Linked DNA regions of Zea mays: region 1 is linked to region 2. The links are chromatin contacts, called in public Hi-C maps. All regions are on one chromosome and are shown on one strand. Each heading gives the region's core, a stretch centred on a gene start, on an enhancer-like site or on the middle of the called end of the contact. The rest is flanking DNA. Distances are from core to core; before and after follow the strand shown.

The links. A called contact is a pair of places that touch in the nucleus more often than the background predicts.
Region 1: a Hi-C map of ear shows a contact between it and region 2, with 6 times the contacts expected there. The contact joins the enhancer-like site here to the promoter of LOC111274020 in region 2. A contact is called at or near these places in 7 of 25 Hi-C or Micro-C datasets (bundle sheath, ear, endosperm and 2 more).

The regions. Positions count from the first base shown.
Region 1 is chr5:77,020,944-77,027,072 of Zm-B73-REFERENCE-NAM-5.0, forward strand. No RefSeq gene overlaps it. Among protein-coding and RNA genes, the nearest start is that of LOC109939932, 41 kb to the right of the region's middle. Within about 2 kb of position 1,763, at least 19 of the 20 cell types and tissues checked have an H3K27ac peak or open chromatin away from gene starts, as enhancers often do. A contact at or near this core is called in bundle sheath, ear, leaf and 1 more, where this site is marked.
Region 2 is chr5:76,971,546-76,977,802 of Zm-B73-REFERENCE-NAM-5.0, forward strand. LOC111274020 reads right to left here and starts at 3,538. Exons shown (of 1, transcript NM_001357151.1): 1 at 1,725-3,538. The coding sequence starts at 2,569. The coding sequence ends at 2,057.

The DNA.
Region 1 (6,129 bases), core at 513-3,012, 48 kb after region 2:
ACCACTCTAAGCATCCAAGATTTTTGAGTATCACATTCAATACAAGAGCTCTAGCATTCACTCCTAGACACAATTCAAAAGATCAAAGCCTCTCCAAGTCCCAAATTCATCTCAAATACTTAGTGACTTGTGAGAGAGTGATTTCGTGTTCTTTTGAGCTCTTGCCTCTTGGATTGTCTTTCTTCTTTCTCATTCTTGTTCTCAAGTGACTTGTAATCAAAGCAAGAGACACCTAAGAGTGTGGTGGTCCTTGTGGGGTCTTAGTGACCCGATTGATTAAGGGAAAGGCTCACTCGGTCTAAGTGACCGTTTGGGAGAGGGAAATAGTTGAAATAGACCCGGTCTTTGTGACCTCCTCAACGAGGACTAGGTTCTTTGGAACCAAACCTCAGTAAAACAAATCACAGTGTTCTTTCGCTGGTTTTCCATTTGATTTGTTTTTCTCCTCTCTCCCGGACTTGATTTAAGTTCTAACACTAACCCCGGCTTGTAGTGTGTGTTTAAAGTTGTAAATTTCAGATTACGCCTATTCACCCCCTCTAGGCGACTTTCAAAAGGAGTAAAAATGAATTTTCTAGGGTTTAAACAAGATCTAGGGTTATTTTTATACCTAGAAAATCATTTCCTAAATTAATTCCCTGATTTAATCACTGTTTGGACTGCGCACAAGATTAAACAGAAATACAGGGGTCTCAACACAAAGATTCCTAAGACTAAGGGCGTTCCCGTGTGGACTGCAGGTTGGTTTACCAAAACCTAAGGGGTTGTCGTGCAAAACTGGCGGCTGAAGGGTATCACAGTGTAGAGACCCTAGGATTGGACACGGATGGCTCAGATTAAAACGGCGCGCTCTATCAATCACTTTGCCACGCGAGCCCTTGGATCGGGAATCAACGACCCGATACTTATGTAACACCCTAACCGCTAATCCATCAATCAACGACCAGAATCATTTGGTCGCATTGGGGAAGCCCATACCAGATCCGGATCGTTCGTTAGAGGATCGACGACAACCTGCCGTTTTCCCCAGCCCGAAGCTAACCCGGTGGCGCATATTTTTGAACGACGAACTTCGCCGGAGGCCGGCGATTCTGCCCACAACTCGACTTCACCAGATCGCGACAAATCTCGATCACAACCCGGTGTGTTGTGATTCGATCGGAGCCCGATTCTTCCTACGGCGACGAACGACAATTCGGTGGCGGCGCTACTTCGGCCAGAAATTCTGGTCAATAGGTGGATGAGTGAGGTCGGATTTTGATGGTGCCCGATCGGGGAAAGGAGATGAATGTAACGGAGTTGATTCTCACCGGTGATTGATGCGCGGGACCCCTAATCCACGACGAGGGGCGGGTGCGTGCTCCGTCTTCACTCCGGTGACCGATTCCAGGCACGACGATAGCTCCCACCAACCAGCGGTGCCAGGAATTTTGTGAGGATGCAGGGTAGCAACGGCTGTGCAACTTGCCAAGGGCGGAGCAAGGAGTTGCAGGTACGCCGGTGCGGGCGCAATTCGGAGGCCGCCCTAGGTATAAATGATCAGGGCTTCGCGGTTTCGGGGCAGAGATGGATGCGGTCGCCCCAGGTTGTGCGCCAGGTGGGGCCAACGCGTGGGTTGTTGCAACAACCAGGGAGTTCGGCGCCGGATTTTCAGCTCCAGCCGCCCGGTGCGTCGGAGAAGATCTACAGCGCAGGTTGGCCCGCCTGGCGGTGACCCGTGCGATAGAGTGTGAAGCTGACCAGTGGGCCCGTCGGGTCAGTGTCCACGACAACGGTGCGGGCGCGGAGTGAGCGGCTATTGAGCGGATCTCACTGTCAACGGTGGCCCACCGTCAAGGAAGCGCGCGCACGGGAGAGGGAGCCTAGGCCACGCGGAAGAAAGGGAGCGAAGTGGGCCAGAGGCAGGTGGTTTGTGCCCAAGCCACAGTTTATTATTTTCCTTTTCTCTTTTCCTTTTCTTTTCTATTTTTAGGTTTTAAATTTAAATTCAAATTTGACTGTGAACATACTAGTATGGAATGATTTTATATATTTATTTTCTTTTCTTTGTATAGTATTATCCTTCTTTTTCTCCAAATTATAGAATTCAAAGTAGGTCTTAAATTCAAATTTGGATACTAATGTATTTCTATTAATATTATTTTTATTGTTATCAAATGCACACACAAATAAACTCCAACATGATGCATAAGTTATTGAAGTGTCATTAGCTAATTAATAACTTTAAATGTGGTTGTTCATATGCTATAATAAATAGAGAACAAAACATTCAAGGAGATCAACTCTATTATTATGGTTTACACTTTTGGGTATTACAGTAACACTATGAGGCCTTTCCAAAGTTCCACTAGTTCGAGAATACCCACTACGGTTTTAGGAAGAAAGAAGCATAGGAATCTCTCATCCGAAATGCAATCGCAACAGTTCGACTCGAAAACCTCCCTATACTCTGCAGCGATGCCTCCCCGCTTGCCCCTTTCGAGTAAGGTAATCTCTCCCTACCTTTCCTAATTACTTGTCCAAGGGCGTCCCATTCCACCCTGGTGGTAGCACTGTTATCTCAAGTTAAGCTCCATGTTCCAATTAACACAATGATCTTGTCATAAACAATAATTAAAAATAGAATAATTGGAACATGATCATAATTCAAGTGTAACATTAATCCCAAAACCAGGTAAAGAAATATCAAATCTACCCAATAGTTCATATGTTTGCAAAAGGGTGGGGTAACCAAATCTAGGGAAACCTATTAGGTCCCACCAAATTAACCTGAGCATGTCACAGTGATTACCAGGAACATTATTAGGTAAAGAGAAAAGTGGTCAAGAGCACAACTTGCCTTAGACTTGAGATTCCCAGGTACTTCACCAACTTTGGTCTTCAAGAGACTCGTAACCTCGCTGCTCGTCATAGCAATACAAACAAACATGGTATAGACAAAATTAACATCACACCAATCATGAGAACATATTGCATAGCAATGATCTACACATCGTAACGAGAACCTAGGTTCGAGAACCACTAAATTCGGAGTTACAATTATAAAGTTATGATTTTCTGAAGGTTGAGGTGTTTATTATAAAACAAATGAGGTACAAGATTCTAGCCATATGTTTCATATTAATACAAGGTTACTAGATGATAAATAATATTAATATGAGATTAGTGTAACTCGAATAGACAAAAAGAAGTTAAAATGGATTGATTATGGTTTAAACAAGTTTCTAGAATTATTTTCCTACTAGAAAACATTTTAAATATTAATTAAATAATTCCTAGTATCCTATGGACTGTGGACACAAAAACCAGGGAGTTTAGGGGTTAGACTGCAAATTCTAGGGCTTTGTTTTAATTATCTTCTAATAGATATGGACGGTGGATTGATATGTAAAAACACTAGGGGCTCTTTTATAAATTGCCTGGCCGAAGCGGTATGGGCAGATCAGGGTCGCCAGATCCAGCAGGGATGACCCAGATTAGATCGCGTAAACAGCGAATCGGTACATAAAACTGACCGTTAGATCAGAGATCCATGACGTTGATTTAAAACACCCAGATCGAATAGGACCCGCTTGATCTAGGATCAACGGCCCACAACGCTTCTACCCAAACCAAGACACTGATCAGATCTAGACCACACATCGGGATCTAACGACCACGCAGCCCTCTCCTCATCCTGGCCGAAGACGGCGGCACAGCAACCCGCGCGACGGCGCCATTGCCGAACTGCCATGCCCCGCATTCCTCAGTGACCAACTTCGATGCAGAACGGTGCAACACGTAGGAAGGGATACGACAAACTTCATGGGGAGGCATTTACCTCAGATCGTAGCGTGGTGAGGATGCCGGCGCGAGATGGCGGACTCACGGTGGCAACACTGTTTCGATGAGCAATTCCCCACGCTTGGGTCGAAGTATTGTCCCAGAAATCCCTCGAACCCACTCCACACAACCAGGCCACCCGGAGCACCTCCACAGCCACTGAACAGTCCCAAGGATGAGGTTCGTCGTCGGCGGCCCGCTTCCACGCATTTCGACGCGAAGTCGGTCACGGGGCGGCTAGATTCGCAACGGGTTTGGGTTCCACGGCCACGGGGACGCCCGTATTTGTACCTGCAGCCCAGGCGGGGGTGGGGATTAGTGCGTCCGGCGAAGTCGGCGCGGCCGTTGGCGCGAGATGGGATTGCGACATGGTGGGTCTGAGACTAACGGGGCAGAACCATTTGGCGGCCACACAGAGGAGGCACACGCGCACGCGGCTAGTGGCTGACCAGCGGGCCCCAACGGTCAGCGACACGTGCGCAGGTGACGTTGGCGGGCTGGCGCACACGAAGCAATGGGACGGGCAGCGATTTCGGCCCAACTACGGTATGGAATTTGCTTTTTCTTTTTATATATTTCCTGTTTTTCTTTCTCTATTGAAATTTGAAAATCTTAAATTCACTCTTGAGTTTGTAATCCGAATTCAAACTAAATTCAAAATTCAAAATCTAGAATTGATGAAAAATTATTATTTTATTATTATATCTCATTATTTATTTTGTTTGCTCATTACCTGGTCCAAATATGTAATACACACATATGTAGCTACCAAATCTGGAGGTGAAGTCAAATCAAAAGTTACTTCCAAAAAGAAATATTATTTGCTTAGCAGAAAATTTTCTAAAGTATACTTTCTTATGAAGGAATACTTTTTATTGTATATTATTCATTAAGAATTTTAAACTTATATAAGGTCTCGTCATTTATTTTGCATATAATCATATTTATATTTTTTTAAGTCCGAAATTTGATGTCTATTTTTAAAAGTTCACTCTAAGTTTGAATCACTTTTTACCCCTTTATAAATCCCACAATAGAATTTTGATGTGTTAGAAAAAAATCCACCAAGGGGATTTAAATGGCACTTCAATTTCCTGAGAGCATTTCCCCCACTAGGGTATAATTCCCTGCCACCCTTTGGCAACCAGGGGTTTAGTCCAAAGCTGTTTTATTCCCAAAACGTAAACTGAAGCATAGTAAACTGTTTTAGTCCCAAAACGCACACTGAACCATAGTAAGCTGTTTTAGTCCAAAGTTGTTTTAGTCCCAAAAGAAAAAATCAAACAAAGTAAACTGAAGCATAGTAAATTGGTTCATCCATCATCACATCATACTTTATCCATGATCACAATAGTTTGTCAAGCAAACTGAAGTAGTAAAAGACAGTATAAGCATCATCAGCAGCTAACTGAAGCATCAACACAAACTAAAGCCACTATCAACAAAATGTTTGTAGCATAACACTACTTTTCATGAGTCATGTGCCAGATTGTAAAGCCATTGTCAACAAAATACATCTATTTTTTTACTGGAGCACCAATAGCAAACTAAAGCCATTGTCAACAAAAGATGCGCTCAAATTTGTTCCTTCTAGTAGATATGGTAGAGGCAGCGATAGAAGATGGAAAGAGGTACTGCAAGAAAGCATAGTGTTAAAACAAACATGCAACAAATCAATCAGAAGTCAGTATCTAAGACCCTGCAATAGTCAAGCTAGCTGCTACAACCTATATGTCCTACCTCTCCTCTAGCTTCAGAATCACATATTTTCAGTACCTAATGTGCTGCAAAAACCAAACCAACAGCTACAACCTATAGGTCCCTCATTCTCCTTTGGTTTCAGCACCAATCGAAGGTATCCATTCTTTCTCTTCTACTATCTAACTTGGGACATGATAAAAAAATTCCAATCATTGGAACCTACAAGTGGATGTTAAGCCACTGCCAACAAGCTATAGGTGAGAAGATTGTAATTTAAAGTAAAATTTGAAATAAAGATGCTTGAAAGAACATACCAAATTTGCTCATATCATTTGTTCAGGCCATGCATCACTGCCACGAAGCAACGTACATTTATAAAAATGACATTATATGCTTGTAGTCTACAATATTGCATGCTTAGTAGATTCAAGTTATGGCATACCTAATTTTACGCTTGAGCCAAATTTGTCTAACATCATGCTCTGTTGCTGTTAAGAAAATGTCTCTGTTTGTCGCAGATACGAAAAGCTCCAAAGCATATGTTTTGTCCATGACTGTTAATCCATCCATTCCTTTCAATTGAGCCAGACACTTGCTAATAGAAAA
Region 2 (6,257 bases), core at 2,288-4,787:
AGAGACATGTACTAAGCAGAAGAAAACCCGACAAAAATGTACCACTGATTCACCATTCACCATATCAGGAGGAGGACTTGATTTGTGCATGCCTCAGCCTCGCATATAACCATTAATTACTGATGAATCTGAAATCTTCAGGACCGGAAGTGATCGATGATCGTCGCCTCGGCGTCGACAGTGAACAGACAGACCCGAGGGTACGGTGGAGAATATTCCGGGCGGCTCTCGACATATTCTCCTCCGTCTCTGTGTGGATGGATGGGTGGAGACGAGGAAAGGTGGAGGCTTGGGCTGCAAGGAGGGGAGGTGACCACGTCCTTGGCCTTGATTCCCGCCCCTTTGCGCAGTGGCTTGTGCAGCAATCCCCTCCTCCCCTCCCCTCCCCTCCCCTGTGTGCGCGTGAGAGAGAGAGAGAGAGAGAGAGCTGGCTGTCTGGCTCTATTCCACTCCATCAATGTAGCCGCTACCTCCCAGCCCCAGGCATTGCAGGTCCATTGCACCAATTGCGTTTGCAGAGAGCAGTGCCAGTGGTCCATTCCATTCCATTCCATTGCATGCATGCCAACGCCATACAAGAGCACCATGCATCGTATACTCGGGGGAGTAGTTGGTGGTCTGCAGCTCCAGTTACAGCCACTGGAAGATCAGATTTGCTTGTGGGTGTGTGAGAGTCAGTGAGTGCACCATGTGGGTACCAAGCCCAAGAGAGAGAGAGAGAGATGATGTGAGCTGTGTCCTGATGAATGGAATGGAATGGAATGCAATGAACTGAAATATCTGTGTGCCGTGGGACTGAGAGATGAGCAGAGCTACACAGATGGCACTGAGGGCTGCCACTAGTGCTGCAGCCATTAGCTTGCAGGCAGGGATCATTGTACTGGCGGTACCAATGCACGCAACAGTGCTGCTGGTCCATGAACCCATGACAACTAGAAAGTGGTCTTCTGGTACAATCAAGCCCCTCAAGGAAAAAAAAAGAAGAAGAACAAAACAAGGGAACAGAGTGGCTGGCTGTGACTATGTCTACGAGTGGGAGAGGACAGAGAGAGTAGTTTGGAGAATCTCTTTCTCGACGCTCAATGGCCGCCGTCCATACTGTACTCGACCGAATCCACAGAAATATATATATGTGTGTGAAACAGGAAAATGAGGCCAAGTTATTCCATTCTCTCCGTAAAAAGACCGGCTGTTGTCACTCTGATTATTCCCACTACCTTGAAGAATATCAAGCTGAGCTTTCTGCCGGTGAATAGTAGATAATGCTATCCCTGTCTTAAATTATAAAATGTTTCGGCATTTCTACGCGTTCATAAATTTCATTATGTACCTTGACGACATAAAATATGCCTAGATGCAAATATAGTTTTAAAACGGGGAGGATATGCTTGTGCACCACTTTTGCCCATGGGCATCAGAAAAAATGTACCAGCAGCTGTTAAAATCTGAAGCTCACAGCTAGACAGCAGCACAGAGAGGCAGAGCCAGCTCTGGCGACTGACAGTGTAATAGTGCCATAATTCAGAGGTGCAGGAAAAGATAAACCTTGCTCAAGATAGATATATTGAAAATAAAGAGAAAAACTGACAGGGACGAACTGAACGTTAAGATCGCTGCAGGGCACACAGGCAAGAGTAATTAAAGTGTAGATTATATGGTGCACTTCCTTTGTTTGACAGCAGAGACACTAGTAAACTTACTGCTCTGATTCTTACATAGTAGTGGAGTGACACAGTCAGTACACAAACAGTAACAAGAGCAGGACTCGAGAGTTACACTTACACCTGGTAACTAATAGCAGTTCATGCATTAACCATAGCCCCAGCAGCTAGCTAGCTAGCTAATTACCCCCACCAGTTGATCGCACAGTACAGTAACAGTAAAGTTCACTTTCATGGCTAGTCACCACCACGTCTGATCTGACCTCAGTTCTTCCATCTCACTAGCAGATTACTAAACCTGAAACACCAGAAGAAGAAGAAGAAAAAAAAACAAAAACAAAACAAAACAAAAGAAGGTGTTTTGCGCTGCCATGGTGACTTCGCGCGGTCTGGAGCTAGCAGAGCTGGTACTGGAACATGTTCTCGGGGCAGGATCTGAGGAGGTCGTCCAGGGCGGTGGCGCCGTCGAAGGCGAGGCAGGGGTCGGAGGAAGCGGCGGCGGCGGCGGCGGCTGTGAGGGAGACGGCGACGGCGCCGACGGCGTTGGTGTTCATGCAGGCGAGGATGTCGTTGAGGGAGCCGAGGCGCGCGGCGAGCTCGGCGGTCTGGGTGCGGAGGACGGCGTTCTCGGCGTCCACGGCGAGGAGGCCCTGCGCGGTGAGGCCGAGCGCGGTGGCCACGTGCGCGTTCTCGCGGCGCAGGTGCGCCGCCTGCGCGGTCAGCTCGTCGAGGTGGCGCTGCTTGCGCATCCGCGACCGCCGCGCGGACTCGCGGTTGGACAGCATCCGCTTCGCGCGGCGCTGCTCCATGAGCGCGCGCAGCTCCTCCTCCGTGCCCGCCGCGGCGGCCAGGGCCGCCGTTGCCGCCGAGAGGGAGCCCGAGCTCCCGCTCCCGCTGGAGGAAGCCATTCTTGCAAGAGACAAAAGAGACAGAGCAGCTCTCTGCTTCTTGATCCCTGGCTCGCTTACTTACTAGAAGCACACACTACCACACCACACTAGCAGAGATCAAAGCCGTCTTTTTTCTCGGCCTCGAAATTTTCTTTCTTTCTTCTTCTTTCGTAACTTAATTGACACTAGTAATAAAGGTCTTTGCTAGCAGCAGTAGGGAAGTGCATGCAAGCTAAAGAAGGTTTAGGGAACGACTGAAACGGCGACGACGAAGGCAGAGACTGACACGGAGAGAAGAGGAGGACGGTAGATGCTACTAGATGGAAGGGAAAGAGGAGGAGGAGGAGTGGGAGAGAAGGGGCGTGGCTATGATGGGGGCGAGTAGTTCATGAGAAGACATAGAACCAGTAGAGGAAGACGACGGAGAAGGACTGGACCAGGTGGGTGCGGCGCCGGAGTGTGGAGTTGATCATAAACCCCGAGAGGAGGATCTCACTGATCACAGGCGACATCAATGAGGAACTCTAGGACGAACGGCAGCATGTGCTTCCCTCGCTGTTGGCTCCGATTGGCACTCCCAATCGGAGCAACCGGCCTGCGCGGCGGGTTTTGCGGCGGCGAGGCCGGAGGACACAGGTGGGGGAGGCCGGGAGGGTGCCGGCTGGCAAGGCGGGTGTGTGTCCGTGGACGGAGGCGGGGGTATGGCGATGGCGATCGGGCGGGGCTGGGTGGGTGGCTTTATAAAGCGGCCGGCCGGCCGGAGCTGACGAGCAGCGCGCCGCGCGCACCCGATTCGGTCGGTGGTGGTGGTGGTGGTGGCCGGTGGCTAGCTAGTGTAGGTGCTGTGCTGGGCTCCCCCCGCGCGCGCTCTCTCTCTGTCTGTCACTGTGCCTCTCGCTCCTCCTCCTCCTGCCCGTGGGAGAGATGCTGGCGCATCTGCGGCTGACGAAGGAAGATGTGAGGAAGGAGAGGGAGGGGGCCAGGGGGGGTTGGCGCAGCGGCGACGCGGGGATTTATAGCCGCTGGGAATGGAGAGGTGGGAATCAAAAGGCTGAAGAGAGAGAGGTTTGCTAGACGGGACGGCGGAATCCGTTTCCGAGGATGAGCAGAGGGAGTCGAACGGGAACGGGAATCGGGCCGGGACTCGGGATCCAGGCGTGTCGCTGTAGCAGCACAAGTGAACAACACAACAGCGAGATTCTGATTCCTGTTCCAGGACGATGATCGTGGTGGGCGGCGGGAAAGGCAGCCCCCGGTTGGCATGCAGTCGAGGTGCAGGTGTAGGTGCAGGTGCAGGTGAAGGTGCAGGCGCAGGCGGTGGTGAATGGTGATGGACTGATGGTGAGATCTAGAGACCGAGCATAGCAACGGCAGCAAAATGCAAAACCACCTCTCCTCCACCGCTTGGTCTATTATTTTTTTTTGAAAAAGGACACGGCAAGAGTATTGCCATGACCAAAAATTTATTAGAAAGAGACACTTACAAACACCGGAAAGGAAAAGAAAAAACAACACTAGGGTAGAGGAGGGCAAAGAAAAGAAAAGAAGCACTAGCAAAACAGCCCACTAGAAACCCAACACGTCACACAAACAAAACGCTAAAACGCTAAAACTAACTAGAAGCTCTTTACGGGTTGAAATCTTCTTTGACGAAGTTGGCCACTTCTCGCTCGCTCTTCTCAAGACCATGAAAGATTCTTTGATAGAAAAAACTACCACTTTGATCTTTTTTACACATCAAACACACTCGTACATGCACCTTTAGATCTTGTTCAGTTGCACATGGTTCAAAAGTGATTGAGAATGCATTCGGTTCTTAATGATTGGACCCGAACTCTTTTCCACGTGATCAAAGTTTATATAAATTAGAGAAATAAACCGGCTAAAAAAAGTTACATGTCTTTATTTTGGAAAAACGAAGGGCCCTAGAGAGGGTTAAATCTCCTTTATTACGAACATTTTTATTTGTTTAACTAAAGATACTTTATAATTATATGCTTCTTTCATTCTTTAAAAAATAAAAAAACATTTTCTTCTCATTTCCCCTTCCCCTGTAGTAATAAAAAAATGGTAGATGAGCGTTGCAGAAGCACTGAGATCGATAGATGCTGCCGACTGCCGTGCGCGTGCAGGGAGGACGCAGCGGTGCAGAGCTGGCCGTGCGCGCACGTGCGGACGCGGACGGCCAGCGTGACCGGTGACGGCGTTACATTCCTGCTCTGCCGTCAGCGGTCAGCTCCGTCCGTCCGGCAAAGCTCCCTCTGCAGTCTGCAAGGTCGGCGGGCCGGGCCTTGCGGCAGACTAATCCCGGCCGGGCGCCCCGCCGCGTGCCGCCATGATCGATCAGGCTGACGACGAAGACCGAGCTCCCGGCCGGTCCGGATGCAGCTAAAAAACCCTTTATATATAGTAGTAGTAGGGCCCTGCTTGGGACCGCAACTCGATCATCCCCAACACCAGAGCACACAACGTACACCGCTGGTAGGCGTCGGCCATGCATGCTCTGTTTAGCTCACCTGGCCGGCTCCGGCGCGCTCCTCTTCGCTGCCGACGAGGCGACGAGACGAGAGAGACCCTTTCGTGTTTGCATTGCATGGTCATGGACCGGCTACGCGCGGCGCGGAAGCTGGAAAAAGGGTGTAGGGCTCGCGGGGGTGCATGCATGCGATGCGCATGGCATGGAGACGGAGAGATGGAGGTGGAGCTGCGTAGCGCAGCGCAGGTAGACGACGACGGAGGTTGCTAGCTATACTCCAGTCCAGCTCAGCTCTCGCCCGCCCACGCGCCGCTGCCGCCGCTTTTGCCGAACCGGCGCTCGCGGCCGGCACCTGCATGCGCTGCTCTCTGCAGCGCCGTCCGTCCGCGCGTGTCCGATCGATCCAACGGCCGGTGACTCCGACGCTTGCGATCGACATGCATGCATCAGCTGTCAGCCTGCATGTGAGAGATTCAGCAGCAGCGGGGCCGGGTCCATCGACGACGTGCTTGCCGCTAGCAGCTGGTACTTACTGCCAAGTGCCAACGCCGGTGTGGTCTGTAGGAGCGCGCCGCGCGCATCCATGCTGCCATGTCCGCCCCTTTCCTTCCATGTCGTCTTTGGAGAGGAGGAGGTGGCGCCGTGGCAAGCAAAGGCGCGCGCGCGTACGTGTCGTCTTCTCGCGAGTGCGGCTAGCCCCCACCACGCACTCGGACCCACGCGGCCATACCATATACGTGGACGCGGCTCAGAGCTCGCGCTGCACCGCGGCGCCGGCGCTAGCTAGCTGCCACCGTGCCCGCCATGGACTGCTTTTTCCCACTTCGACCGCCCCATCGACGGCTCTTACATCCACCGCGAATTTTTTATTTATTTTTAACCTTTAAAAACTATTTCTAAAGACAAAAGATATTTCTAAATCTAGTTTTTTTTGACACGCCAATTTTATCAAGCCACCTGCTGTGCCATCCCACACCTATTGACCTATCGCGCCAGAGAGAATACAAAGCCGTCGATGCCTTCTAGGTCTACTAGTCTTTCTCCAGTTTCTCATTGCCACCCACGTTCCAAATAGAAATAGGGGGTGTTTGTTTGGGATTATAATCTATCCAGATTATATAATCCAACAATTTTTGAACTAAGTGTTAGTTTAAAAATTATTGGATTATATAATCTGGATAGATTATAATCCCAAACAAACACCCCCATAGCAATGGGCCGGGTGTTGTA